Regions from separate parts of the Gossypium hirsutum genome. Here region 2 is linked to region 1. Evidence: chromatin contacts called from public Hi-C data. All regions are on one chromosome and are shown on one strand. Each heading gives the region's core, a stretch centred on a gene start, on an enhancer-like site or on the middle of the called end of the contact. The rest is flanking DNA. Distances are from core to core; before and after follow the strand shown. Region 1 has its middle 8.8 kb from the start of LOC121222412. Region 2 holds the start of LOC107914317 (caltractin).

Evidence for each region. A called contact is a pair of places that touch in the nucleus more often than the background predicts.
Region 2: a contact with region 1 is called in a Hi-C map of leaf, with 2.1 times the contacts expected there. The contact joins the promoter of LOC107914317 here to the enhancer-like site in region 1. A contact is called at or near these places in 5 of 34 Hi-C or Micro-C datasets (hypocotyl and leaf).

Annotation. Positions count from the first base shown.
Region 1 is chrD10:13,139,707-13,147,103 of Gossypium_hirsutum_v2.1, forward strand. No RefSeq gene overlaps it. Among protein-coding and RNA genes, the nearest start is that of LOC121222412, 8.8 kb to the right of the region's middle. Within about 2 kb of position 4,700, at least 5 of the 9 cell types and tissues checked have an H3K27ac peak or open chromatin away from gene starts, as enhancers often do. A contact at or near this core is called in hypocotyl and leaf, where this site is marked.
Region 2 is chrD10:13,179,239-13,186,635 of Gossypium_hirsutum_v2.1, forward strand. It overlaps LOC107914317 (caltractin), which reads right to left and starts at 4,378. Exons shown (of 7, transcript XM_016843190.2): 1 at 4,228-4,378; 2 at 3,516-3,636; 3 at 3,392-3,428; 4 at 3,274-3,301; 5 at 3,023-3,175; 6 at 2,832-2,934; 7 at 2,126-2,438. The coding sequence starts at 4,230. The coding sequence ends at 2,374.

The DNA of each region.
Region 1 (7,397 bases), core at 3,450-5,949:
GCTCATTTTCGGGAATTCGATACGTGGTGTCCTAGCGCATTGGATATGACATATTGTTTTCTGGAAATGAGGATTTTTCTAACGAATGAAAATAAAGGCAATATTCGATATTTAGGATTTTGTGAAATCGAACCCTAACTTATTGGGTTTCGATTTTCTCATTTGACCTAAAGAATCGAATATCCTTCTCAAAATGCATGAGTTTTAAAAGTCAAAAGATAAACTTAATTTTGAAGATTAAAAATGTTGCGCCCTAACTCACTGAGTGCGACATTTTATTTCTTTGAAATGAGAGTTTCATTATTTAATTCAATTTATTCAAGTCAAAAGGATCGTATTTTTAAAAATCTTTTCAAAATTTCGACACTAAGACATTAAACAATCAATTTGGTACCAAGTTTGGGCGTTACGAGGGTGCTAACCCTTCCTCGTGTGTAACCAACTCCTGGACCTATTTTCTCAAATCTCGCAAACTTAAAATTTATTTTTAATGGTGAACCGTTCTCACCTTAATAAAAGATCGGTGGCGACTCCCATTTTCATTAAAAAGGTCGAATTCCGTTTTTCAAATCGAAGTAATGATGGTTTCGACAATGTTTTCTTAGTTATTGCAACTTCAAAAAAATTGAGAGTTACATCAGATGGATATACATAATTCCTTTCTGCACGGTGGTCTTGATGAATAGGTTTTCATGAAGCTTTCTCTAGGTTTTCCCCTAATAAACCTGGAATGGTTTGTCATTTGCGCAAATCTTTGTATGGGTTAAAACAAACTAATCAATGTTGGTTTGCTAAGTTGATTACTGCATTGAAAGGGTATGAATTTCTTCAATTATATTCTGATTATTTTCTCTTTACATACACTAAGGGATCTGTAAACATGAATATGCTAGTTTATATTGATGATTTACTTATTTTTTAGAATGATTCCGCTGATTTGAAAACTTTTAAGGGGTATCTCAGTTCTTGCTTCCATATGAAAGATCTTGGTGTTTTGAAATATTTTTGGGGTAGAGGTAGCTCGTGGTTCTTTGGGTATATTTCTTTGTCAAAGGAAATACACATTTGATATTATCTCGGAGACGAGTTTTTTAGGAGTAAAGCCTGCAAGATGGTGAATAGAGCAAAATCATAGATTGAAATATGCTACAGGGGCAGTTTTGACTGATCTTGAGTCGTACAGATGGTTAATGGGTCGTTTGATTTATTTGGCAGTGACCAAACCTAATTTAGCATACTCGGTTCATGTCTTATCTCAGTTTATGCATAAGCCGAGGCAGGAGCATTGGGATGCGACTTTGCGTATTGTTCGATACTTAAAAGCTCTTTGGCCAATGGATTCTATTGAGTTCTGATAGTGATTTGTCCTGAAAGGGGTGGTGTGATTCGAATTGGGTTGCTTGTTCATTAACTCAGCGATCGTATACTGGCTGGCTTATCTTTCTAGGACGATCTCCTATTTCCTAGAAAACTAAGAAACAACATATCGTGTTTCGATCTTCCGCTGAGGCTAAGTATAAGTTTATGGCTTTCGTCACTTGTGAGCTCAAGTGGCTTAAGGACTTGCTATTGAGCTTAGGTGTTCATCATCCTAAAACTATTCCTTTATTTTGTGATAGTCAATCTGTGTTGCATATTGCATAGAATCCTGTATTTCACGAGCGTACTAAACATATTGAAGTGGATTGTTTCTTTGTTAGGAATGCAATCTAGGATGGGTTAATTACACCTTCTTATGTTCCGACCTCTTTTCAGTTGGCTAATATTTTTACCAAGGCGCTTGGTAAACCATAATTTGTATACCTTCTCAGCAAGTTAGGCATTTATGATCTGCATACTCCAACTTGAGGGGGTGTTAGGATATTATTATGGGATATTTTGCTTTAGGAATATCTAAATATATTGTATATTATTGTATATATTTTAGGAATATATTTATGAATATATTTAGGAATATTTTATATACCTTTCCTATTCCTACGGTACTACTGCTGTATAAATATTATATATACTCTTAAGGTCTATTAATAAGAGTGAAAGGGATTACCCTATTCTTATCACTTAAGACTTTAATTTATAAATCTTAGTCTAATTGTTTTTATACAAGGCTTATTTCTACCCATAAACCCCTTAAATCCTTAAATTAGAAAAATCATTGCGTTTAAACACATTCAAATTCATATCCTCTATATTGCAATATTAACTATACCAATTGAACTATCCAAACAAAAAAAGACTATGGGTGAGTTTGGATGGGCAGTGCATTTACCTGTGGTTAGTGTAAAAATAGCGGTAGCGGTGAGATTAAATACTGTAGCGATACTGTAGCGTGAGACAAAAAGTAAGCTAAACGCATCGCATCGCATCGCACCGCACCGCACCTAATCGCCCATCCAAACCCACCCTATATCATTTCTTTTCCTTTACTTTTTTTAAACCATTTTTCCAAACATAATGTTAAAGGAAACATCACTTTCTTTTCCCCAACTTTCCCCCAACATTAGGGTAGTTAAAAATTGAGTAACTTAAAGGAAAGTAAAATTTATCCAAACAAGGGAAATGGTACTTTCCTTTCTTTCTCTTATCATTTTCCTTGTTTTTATTCAATCTAAACATAAGGTTATAGAAAATAATATTTTAGAATTTTAAATTTAGAAAATTTGTAATTATATACAAAAATAAATTTTAATCCTTTTGAATTTAGATTTTTTAGATTATATAAATTTTTATAATTACAGAAAAAAATCTAAAATTTTTAAAACTTTTTATGACTTTCTGGATTTTAAGATTTTTTAGGAAGAATTGTTTTCTAATATAAAAATATGTATATAATTTTAAAGAAAATTAAATTTATAAAAACCTAAATTATAAAAAAATATTTTTTATAAAAAAATATAATTTCTATTTTAAACATTTTTTAGTATTTTATAAGTTTTTGAAAAAATATATATTCAAAAAATAATTTATATATTTTTTGAATTTTTAGATTTTTATTTATATTTTATAAAAAAATAGATTATTTGTATTATTAGAACTTTTTTATTCCATAACCTAATGGGTCCAAACCCAAACATAATATACAAACTCAAGCCTTAAAACACAATATTTGGTCAAGAAAATGATTAGGATGACTCAAAATATAAAAATTAAAAGACGTAATTTAGCCTAGACAATATGGTCATAGGCCCAGAAGCCTTACATGGGATTTCATCCTCACAAGCTCAAAATGATTTCACACCTGACACCTAAAAATACGGAGAGATGAAGTGACCAATAAGAAGCAACAGTTTGATCCAGGCATAAGTTGGAGGTTCTTGCAATCTCGCAATTCACAAGATCATCAACAATTAATGCATCCTAGGTCCTTCCGTACTTACATGCTCTCTCTAAAAATGACAAGTCAGACCATTAAGGGTGGTGGGAAACTGGGACTACTGTTAGACCACAACCTAATGGGTCTAAACTCAAACATAACGTGACCAGCTCAGGCCTTGAAGCAAAATATTTGCTCAACAAAATGAGCAGACCATCTCAATATATATATATATCAAAGAGGTAATTTAGCCCAGACAACATGGAAATGGGGGCAATTGCTTTACTCGAGATTTCATCTCCATAAGCTCAAAACGTTTTTACATGATGCATCCTCTTACTATCTTTTGAAATAACAAAACAAGTTTCTACAAGAAATTTTATCAGCTCAGTGCCACAGAGCTAATGCTATGGAGAGATGAATTGATGAATAAGGAGTGGCAGTTAGATTCGAGCACAAATTTAATTAGTGTTTGACGGTCCTACAAAGGTCTAAACATACTAAGACTGTGGTGCTGACTAGGTATCATTCTTTTATTCCACCACAACCAATTTAATTACTAATTATTTTTGGCTAAAGTTAAATTTTAAATGTTGTAATATTTTCCAAGTTTTTGTATTGTCTTCATTTTTGAAATTTAGTCTCTATATTTTTTGAATTTAAAAATACAAGTTCACTTGCCATCACCTTAAAATTTATATATTAAATTTGTTGATTTGACATTCTAAAATTTAAAAAATAAAAATACTCATTTGGTAGGGATTAAAATATAATATAGGGATTAAAGTTGAAATTTGAGAGTTTATATATAAAAAGAAGGTAGGCTAAAATTGGCATTCTATTTTGTAGTTTAATGGATATGAAACGAGGTGGGTTATTGATGAGGCTTGTGCTGATAATGGACAGTTGTTGCTTTGTATGCTATGCTTGAAGCTGAATGTTATGCCTTTTTTTTTTTGGTTTAGATACAAAGGCACCCAAGCGATGAAGACTTTGGTCATTCACGATTCCTAGAAATGTATTTCTTTTGTGTGGTTGTCCGGCCATTGCAGCAAATAACTAAAAAGCTATACGCTACTGTCAAGCTGCCTGATGAGTGTTTCCTTTTTATTTTCTCTTCCACCAAACAGATGGAGAGCAAATTTATGAATTTTATTTCTTTTCTTTCAGATAATTGTCGAACCTCATGAAGACACTAACTTCTTTATCAAATAACCTTGGCAGGCAGTCCTGGATTGATTCCCTCATTCTGAGATCATAACTTTAGTCAGGTCAGAGTGCTTTATTCTTCAACTTTTGATTTCTTTTAAAAAGACACATGTAACCCAGAGGAAAAGGCAATCAAATATCAACTATTCCTAGGCATCCGCACTAGTCTAAAAATAGAGGGACCATAATTGAGACATTCCACGTGTCCACAGATAAAAACTTTGGACCTGATAGTTATAGATTTTCTCTTTTGGGTTTTAGTTTATGTTTATTTGAAAAAGGAAAATAAAAGATTGGGGCGTCAAGGCCCATTTGAAAGAGCTATGGGGTCAGTTAAATTGTAATCTATGCCCGGAAACATGTCCACTTGTTGTCCAAAATATGCTGTCCTCTTTTCCTATTCCAAAATTGTTTTAAAAATATGTTGAGGGTGTGGTGTTTGTGCAGTTGATTTTCATCTTAGGGAAGGACTTGGGCTTAAGCAAAATGGCTTTGCCAATTGGAATGATCCAATTTAGTGCATCACAATTTTTTTTTACTTTAGTTGAAATATTTTTCCATATATCTATTATATTAAAAGTGAGTTTAGACAAAATTTTGATGAATATTATTAAATTAAATTTAAAAATAATTATTAGTTAAAAAATTGTGTTAAATTTAAAATAGAGTATAAAATATAGGGTAAACTATTAAAATAGTCACTCTTGTTTACCTTAGGTTATATTTTAGTCACTTATGTTTGAAATGTTATGTTTTAGTCACTTACGTTAACGTGTTATAACATTTTAGTCACCGAGTTGTTAATCGTCGTTAACAATGCAATGGTAAGCTAACGTGACACGTTAAACCATCATTTCAAATAAAAATTTTAGGTTAAATTATACAATTGGTTCCTATATTTTTTCGTTTTGAGCAATTTAAAAATTTTCTTTTATGTTTTTTAAATTTTCTATTTTTTCTTTATTTTCATTCTCTTCTGCTTCACCCTCTATTTTCCTCTCTTCTCCATCTCTTTAACATAATTTTTCTATATTTTCCATTTGTTAAAACTTTTTTATGTTTATGAAAAAAGAAAAGGCGAAAGCTGAAACCAAAATAAAACTTGCTTCACATATTCTCACCCCACAATTACAAGCCCTCATCATCCATCATCGCTTTAACAAACCAATTTGGGTCTCTCAATGACATAGTCCACAAGCTCACCACACTCGAAGACCTCGCTAGTCGTGACTTATGGCAATCTACACTCAACAAAGTTTTCTGAGCTCGTTCCCTTAACCTCCTAACCAACCCCCACGACCACATTATCTTACCTACAACATTCTCGCCCTCTCGAAATTACGTTGTTTTACGAATTTCTCAAACAAGCTCTACACTCTCAATGACTAAAACAACCACCATACGAAACTTACCCTCAACTTTACCCAAACCAGTTTGGTTCCATGCTCCCTTTATCTCTTTGGTTCATCGATGCTCGACTTCCAATCGAGCTTGCTTGGGAATATCTAAGAAGGTTTAGATAAATTTTATCGTTTGTTTAATTTTATTCGTCAGAAAAGAAAAGAAAAGGAATAACCTACACGATTTTGTAAAAGTTTGAAAACGGAAAAAAATTGTTTTGAAAATAAAGAATTCAATTTATGTTTAGATTTGATTAAGGATATGGTTTTTTATATTGATTAGTTAGATCCAATTTTAGTTTCAAAATTAGGTTATATTTAAATTAATATTTAATTAAGAATGTTTGATATTTGGTTTTCAATTAAATTCAATTTAGGAATCACGTAAAAGAAACAGGGACTTGGTGTAACACCCTAAACCCGGCCTAGATGTTATGGCCGAATCTGGAGATATCACAAAGAGAGGTTTTGAAAACAGAGTTGTTTCGATTAAAGCTTTGAAATCTTTATTCGTTATAAACTATTACAAAAAATGTTATTTAAGCAATTCATTGTCAAAACATACTTTATGACGGAAGTATTAAAAATCGTTATATTTAATAACCCCGTTCGTATTTTCAGAAAACCGTTGTTTTAGTAAAAATCATGTTTAGCCATCTGTCGCAAATAAAAAGTCAAGTCAAAATCCAAAACCATAATTAAGTCAAACAGTCCGAAGAGTCCATAAATTAAAAAACTCCCAGAAAACAAAACATAATTAAATAAGTAAATATCATAATCTTAAGCAGTACGAACTTGTGGTCACCGCGACACTCCTTCATACCGATTCGCCTAAGTCTGTGGATTACCTGAACAGAACAGACATACAGATGTGATTTTTTGTAAACTTAGTGTGTAACCCAACAGAATTAGACATGCTTTTCATGTAGATAACACATACACAGTCGGGTTCAGATATACAAATACAGATAATAGAATCAGATATGCAGAACATATATACAGAATCATATTCCCCATCCTCTACACACCAACTCCGACCATCCCATCATACCATGTGGGGTTAAAAACACCCACCCATCCCTACACATCACACTCTGTCATTACGACACATATTAGACAATATGCAACCATGCTGCCAGAGTATAGGCGAAGGTCGCCATACAGAACACTTCCTCCACATATACAAAACCCACCCTGGTCACAGATATAGACATACAGATATAGTAATATGATGCATAACATGCTCGTAACGGATGTCATATAAAAATAGCTAATAGAATAATCAGACATGCATAACAGTGTCAAACCCAGAACAGAATATCAGATCTCACATAATTTTAGGGTTTGGTTAGCCCTTACTAACCCTACGGTAGGCCCTCAGTCGATCGGAACGACCTGTGCCCGTGTGGCCCACACGCCCAAATTGGCCTTGCCCGTATGCCCCACACGGCCTAACCCAAAGCCCACACACCCAA
Region 2 (7,397 bases), core at 3,128-5,627, 39 kb after region 1:
TTTTTTTTATCTCATCAGTGTCCTCCACTGTTTGTTTGGCTGTTGGGATAGTCTTTTGAGATTGAACACTACATTCTTTGGCAAACCCATTTTGTCATGTTTTGCTTCCTCTATATTCAGCTCAAAGGTTTGGAGTGAGCCTATTAACTCATCCAGCTTGAGAGTAGTAAAATCTTTGGCCTCTTCCATTTTATCATCAGAAAAATGCTCACTAAGGCAGAAAGCCTATTAGAAATCACACATAATCTTGCATAAAACTTAAAGATAGTTTCATTTTCAAACATTTTCAAATTTTCGAACCTAGTTGTTAAAATCAAAAGTTTTGACATGCGTATGACATCATTTCCTTCATGTTGGTTTTTCAAGATTGTTCATGCCTCCTTCGCAAATTCACATACAAAAATGACTTTAAGTTGGTCCAAGTCAACTCCACTAAAAATGGCATTTAGGGCTTGTAAGTTTTCATGACAAGCCATTCTTTCTGCATCAGTGTATTTGCTTCTTTCTTTAAGGCATGTAGTGCCATCAGCAGCAATTATAGTAGGTTGAGTCAACCCATCTTCAATAGCTTCCCAAGCTACTTCATTGACAAACACAATGAAAGCCCTCATACAAGCCTTCCAACAAGCATAATTTGTTGAACCAAGTAGCAATGGAATCGAGTAATCAAACTACCTTCATGGATTCCATAGTCATAAACCAAACAAAAGATAATCTTCAAATAACTTTTGAAGTCCGCTCTGATATCAACTGAAAAATTAGTCTACAGATATGATAAATCAACTTTGTTTAATATTCATTGTAATGACAGTTAGAACAAAAACAGGCAGTGAAAAAAATAAGAGCAAAAAATAAACGACATAACCAATCTTTGTTAACATAGTTTAGACATAATGTACGTCTGCGAAGCCTCACCCAATGAATTATTTTATTCAATAATCGTCCAAATCACCTATTAGTTTAAGCTCAGTCTACCCTTATACCAAAAAGCAATTGTAGCCCCAATACCAACCCCAATTGTCAAAAATCATTCACCCAAATACCTCACAATACAATCAATAAACTCTCCAAAGAATACCTAAAAGAGTTGCAAAATAATCACAAGAAAACATAGTAAAGCTATCGACAAAGACACTCCAAAAATTGCTCTCAACAAGAAAGAAACAAAAGTCAGTAATGAGAACTCAACAAAGTGAAGATATTCTAGCTGTCTCTATCATGATTTACCAAGAGAGAATGAAGCCTATTTATAGGCTATTATAGCAGCAGATACATCTTTGAGAAATTCCCTTGAATAAATCTGATATTTATCTCTAAAAAATAGCTCTTTATCATTAAGATATAATAAGACTTCCATGCTAATCAAACCACCTTAGGGAAGTCGACTGGGAGACTTAGTATCCTAGTCGACCCATGCTTCTAGTTTTTATCAAATATGCCACATTCAAGTTTAGCAAAAATAAAACCTATTCAAAGCCCAAATCGATGACCCCAATTAGAGAGAAAATTCGTCATATATGAAACAAGGAACAACTTTCCCAACAACTACCTTACGATAAGGTGTGTATTACTATTACCGTAAAACATGTTGATATTAATTACATAATGGGAAGAAAATAATAGAAGGAAATACTATTGTGATGAACTATCAATTCTATTCATAGAGGCATCCACGTAATGGTACAAATTCTAGACAAGATTTTTTAAATGCTTAACAACTCCCTTATTTAAATTCCTTTTACTTTTTAAGTTCTTTTTAGATATTAAAAAATTATTCTATTCACCGTTGGTGTAGTTTTTAATATGGATAATAAATGAATTTAGATAATACAAAAGTTGTAATAATTGCAAATATACTGCTGCGCCTGCCACCACCATATATATCATCACGGGACATTGGCCCAAACAAAGCCGACAAGATATTAATTCAAACATGATAGAGAAGAATCATAGGGAACTTCAGTTGGAAACATGAAGATAACAAGAATAAGATCCACCTTGAATGCTCCCAAAGGTCCAAGGTGGTCTAGGCCCACGCAGGATGGGTATACTTAATAAAGCATTGCTGCTTGGAGAGATTGATTAAAAAGTATACATGCAGGAATTGATTTATGCTTACAGTGACTTGATTGGCAAATATGATATTACCATTGTAGATGGTTGCAAGGCTTTGATACCAAAACTTCTATTTCGGTACCAAAAAATTAAATAATAGAGAACATATTTAAAAGTCATGGAGAAACATTCAATCCCATTACATATATCCATACACAACATGTTTTTTTTAGTTTAATTATACAACAATGCTACAGCTGCAGCTACAGCTACAGCATGGCTGCGATCAAACACTCCCTCCGGCCATATGTCAAACTTCTAGTAGCCATATGTAGTTTTCTTCATCATCCTCATGAACTCTTCAATACTTACCTCCCCGTCGTCTGCATTCACCAATTGAACATTGATTATCATGTATGTTTCAACAGAGATGAGATTTAACGTGTCATGTAAAGAACAAAATCTTGTCCGCTCTAGGGGTATGCAAGATTGGGGTTAACTAACAAAACAGACCGAGACATAAGCAATTCGATTAAATAGGTTCTGTTTAACCGGTTTTGGTCTTATTCAGTTTGGAAGCTCGGTTTTGGTTAGGCCAGTGTAAAGTAAATTGAATGCTCACTCCTAGTAAGCTCGACATTATTATGGATATCCAAACAAGGTTCGAGAAAGTAAAATGTGAATGACATCAAAGCATTACAATCATCTGGAGCAAAATTGTAAAGTAAAAAGTCAAAGTCTACTGTATTGAGATTCAAGAAGAAAGGCTAGCTTACGATCTCGGTCTGCTTCTTCGATCATGTCCTGAATATCTTTTTCGGAGAAGTGTTCACCAAGCTCCTTTGCAATGCGTTTAACGTCATCAGCAGATATCTTTCCCTGAATTCAAAATGAATGAAGAATCAATCTTACAGAAAATAGCTAACAACATCCATTCTAAATAAACAGGTAAAAAACAGATTTTTACATTGTTATCTTGATCAATGATTTGGAATGCTTTCATAAGCTCTTCTTTAGTGTCCCTCTCCCCGATCTTGGCAGTCATCATGTGAACAAATTCATCAAAGTCAATGGCACCACTGCCATCCTTGTCAACATCCGCAATCATTTGATTGATTTGCTGTTGTGAAACAGCATATCAAAACATAAGGATTCCAAGATAATCACATTAATATGCTATCTATTGCAAGATATAAAAAGGAAAATACAAAAAGTTACCTCTTCTGTCATTTCGAAACCAAGAGCCCTGTAATGCTAAAACTTTCAGTGACAATGTGAAGATATCAACTAAAAGATCTATTTAAAAACATGAAATATCATGCATAAATACTCGTACCTCATGGCAACATTCAGCTCTTTGGCATCGATGGTACCTGGCCGGCAAATTCAAACCTATAATTTAGTAAAAATGCCAACCACACACCATATATAACACCTGTATTAGACAAGCCATTCCATACCTGAGCCATCAGTGTCAAACAGTTCAAATGCTTCCTTAATCTCTTGCCTCTTCTGTTGGCTTAATCCATGGTGTCTTCCCTTCTGCTTGTCTTTCCTTGATGCCCCTCTGTAAAGACTAGCCTGATCAAACATTCATTAAAGACATGATCAAGACCAATTCTAGTTGGACAAAAGTCTTACAACATCATCCCACGTATACTTGGTTATGTTAATCAGACTCGAGTGCGAGTGTCGGATGCTATTACAGTGCAGATGCATTTTTCTTTTTACCAAGATTCTTATCCAAAAATGTGTTGGACAAAGGTTTCAGGCACTGATACTTCAAGCAAAATGAAGATCCGGAGAAACATAGATATTTCCAAATTCAGCAAGCCTTAAATAATCAAAAACAAAGAAAATATTATGCTCAAGTTAAAGGAATCTTCAAATTAAAGGGTTTCATCCATAATTGCTGCACTTTACAGACATCACCGATTTCTTTTTTTTTAATTTCCACGTCCTGCTAATTCACCACATATCTCATCCATCTCATTTTATTATAAAACAAAAAAATTTCACAATTCAATCCAAAATAAACCCTAATCTACCAAACAGTAGGCAGTAAACTAAACCCTAATCTTTAACAATAATAGTAAAGAAGAAGAAAGAGGAGTATAATTATTGATTAAAACAAAGTAAATTGAATGGTAGAGATAAATATGAAGAACATACCATTGTTCACTGAGATGAGATCTTAAACCAGTTCGAGAGAAGTCCCAACTTCAAAAGAAAAGCAATTGCAAAGACTTGATTTTGAAGATTTTAACTTCAGGAAAGAGAAAGAATTGGTTCTTTACGCGGTTAATTGATCTTTGTTGACTCCTCCGTGAAAAGGCCCATTGTTAACTAATATAAGCCAATAATGGGCTTAAGTGGGCCTTTGTTGGCCCTTATAAACTAAATTTAGGTGTGCTTTGCATTTATTTATGGAATTGGTCTGATTTTGTTTTATGGATTTATATTTGATTTATTAATGGTCTACTATTGTTAATAAATTAAATTATAGAATATCATTTTAAAAATGAAAATAGATTTTTAAATATATTTAAATCATTTGTAATAATCCGGTTCATTAATAGTGGATAAAATTATATACTATTCGTGCATCAAATATTAATTCCGAATATAACAATAAAATAGATATGAAAGAAATCAAATCTTTGATCTTTGTTTTTGAAAGGATTCCAACAAATTGATGTTCGGTTTAGTTGTTAAATCTCTTTTTGAAAATTTAATGTGATGTGATATGCATTTCGCAGGATGTTTTTATCTATAAGTTATCATATGAATTTAAATTTCTAAAGATGTAACTTTTATTTTCTTTTGACATTGGGAGTGGAGAAAAGGATTGCTTGGGATTGCGGAGTATACCTCGCATTTTTTACCGAAATAAAGTTGATGTCCCGATGAGGAAGAGGTGTCATCCCAATGACACGACCACTGACTTCCCGACGAGAAGAGACGTCTCGTCCCGACAACATGTGAAGGGCGTCCTGACGAGGCAACAGCCACGTCACAACGAGACGACATGTTATGCAATTTTCTCAATTTTCTTCTTCCAATCAAATTTTGATTATTTGTCCCAATCAAACTCTGATTAGTGTAGGTTATTTTAATCTTATTTTACCTACGAATTTAGCCTATAAGTAGACCTTTTACCACCCTAGAAAGATAACCCATAACACATTTAGGTATTAGCTTTTACAAGCTTTCAGAGAATTTTTTGTTTACGTTTTGAGGGTTCTTATTTTCGAGTTTCAAGGTTCTGTTTTATCTCCATCTTTATTCTCTTTACTTTTGCCGTTATAGTGAAATTATCTTTACTCGTGGTTTTTTATCCTCTTCGGAGGGATTTTTTCACGTAAAATATTTAAGTTCGATCTTTTCAATTTCTTTGTTATTTTACTTGTTCGTTGTTTAATCAGGTTTATCCCCAATAGGGATTGGACCTAAGCTCTTTTGCCTATAACATGATTTTCTTACCCATTAGGGTAAGAGGTTGTTTGTTGTAAAGATGTAACTTAGTCATTGGTAATGGAGTAAAATTGATTTCTGGATCAATTAAGATATCCTTTCAATTAGCTCATTAGTTTTATTCTTTTATAGAAGGATAAGGGTAAGGATCATACAATTAAAATTAAGGGTAAATTATACCATTAGACACTCAACTATAGGTAAGTTTTTATTTTGGTCAATTAACTAATAAAAATTATAATTTGATTACTAACGTTTTCGAAATTGTCTCTCTTTTTTTTACAAAGAAAGGGTCTAAAGGCCACAACCTCAAATTAAATTGCATCAAAAATTATAATGTTATGGATATCACTAGGATAACCTATCTCAAAGGACAAATTACTACAATTAGAAAGAGACCAAGTACAAAGAGAATCGGCCAACTTATTACAACCGCGATCCACCCAATTGACATCGACTTTAAAAAAAGAATCAAGCATCTTTCCAGCCTCTTTAATACAGTGGCCAAGAATCGTGATATCCTCCTTGTGTTTACAAAAGTGATTGACGGTATAAGCACAATCCGTTTCAAAAATAATCTTATCAGAATTGCGCAATTGAGCAAGCTGAAAACCTTCAATAAGGGCATTCAATTCCGCTTACTTGGAGTTAACCACCTTATTAATGAAAACCACTTTTTCGCTTAAAACAAAGCGATCAAAATCTCTAGCAATAATGCCCAAGCTCGTTCCATAAGCATTCACAGAAGCCTCAATATTCACTTTAGTAACACCCTCCGGCGATTTTTCCCATTTGCAAATTCTAGGAACCCGAAGTAAGATTGGTTGAAAAGAAAAATTATGAATCTAGAAATCATCATTGAGTTTGCAAGCTCTATCCCAAATCACACCCGTGTCCTTGTCCTTACCTCTAAAAATAACATTGTTTCTATTGTTCCAAATGTTCCACAAAGTAGAAATGAAGTCTTTGAAGGATTTTTTGTCCAAGATACGCATAGAGTCTTCAATCCAATCAATACAAAACCCATACTGACTAATCATCAATCTCTTGTCGAAGCCACCTACAATAAGGACATCCCGAGCTTTAGGGCAATCTCTTAAAGCATGAAGCACGGTTTCCTCCCCACCCCTACACCTCGCGCAAATTGGATCCACATTACGTTTAATAGACGATAGCTCAATGTTAGTGGGAAGTAAGTCGTGACCAATGCACCAAGCAAAAACCCAGATTTTAGGGAGGACTTTAATCTTCCAAATATATTTCCAAAAGAATCGATGCGGCCCAAACTCAATACTTTTAAGTAACAAGCAAGAGTATGTCGATTTGGTCGTGTAAAAGTGTGGATATTATGAAACCAAACCATCCTATAATTCAGCTCGTGAGGTAAAATCGAGATGTCACAAATACGGCTAGCCAAAGAGTCCTCGTACAGCTCACGTACATGACCCACATTCTAACCACCATGATGCGGAAACCAAAGATCACAGACGTGCACCTCCAAAAAAACATTGTTCAGGACTTGTAAGGCATCACCATCGAGACCCTTAAAGCTCCATTTGTCCTTATCAAGTAAAATGCTACAATCATCCCCTAAGTGTCAACCGAAACCCTTGTCAAGAGCGTTCGCCGCTATTGAAATGCTAGACCAAATGGAGGAAGGTTTATCAACCTTTTTTGGATGAAAAAGATCACCATCAGGGAAGTATTTCGAGCTGAGAACTTGAAAGCACAAAGTATCCTTTTGCAATATGAGCCTCCAAACTTGTCGACCAAGCAAGGCCAAGTTAAAAAGCCACAGATCTTGAAAACCAATTCCACTCATGCCTTTTGGAAGGCAAAGATTATCCCACGCGAGCATGGCCCAACCA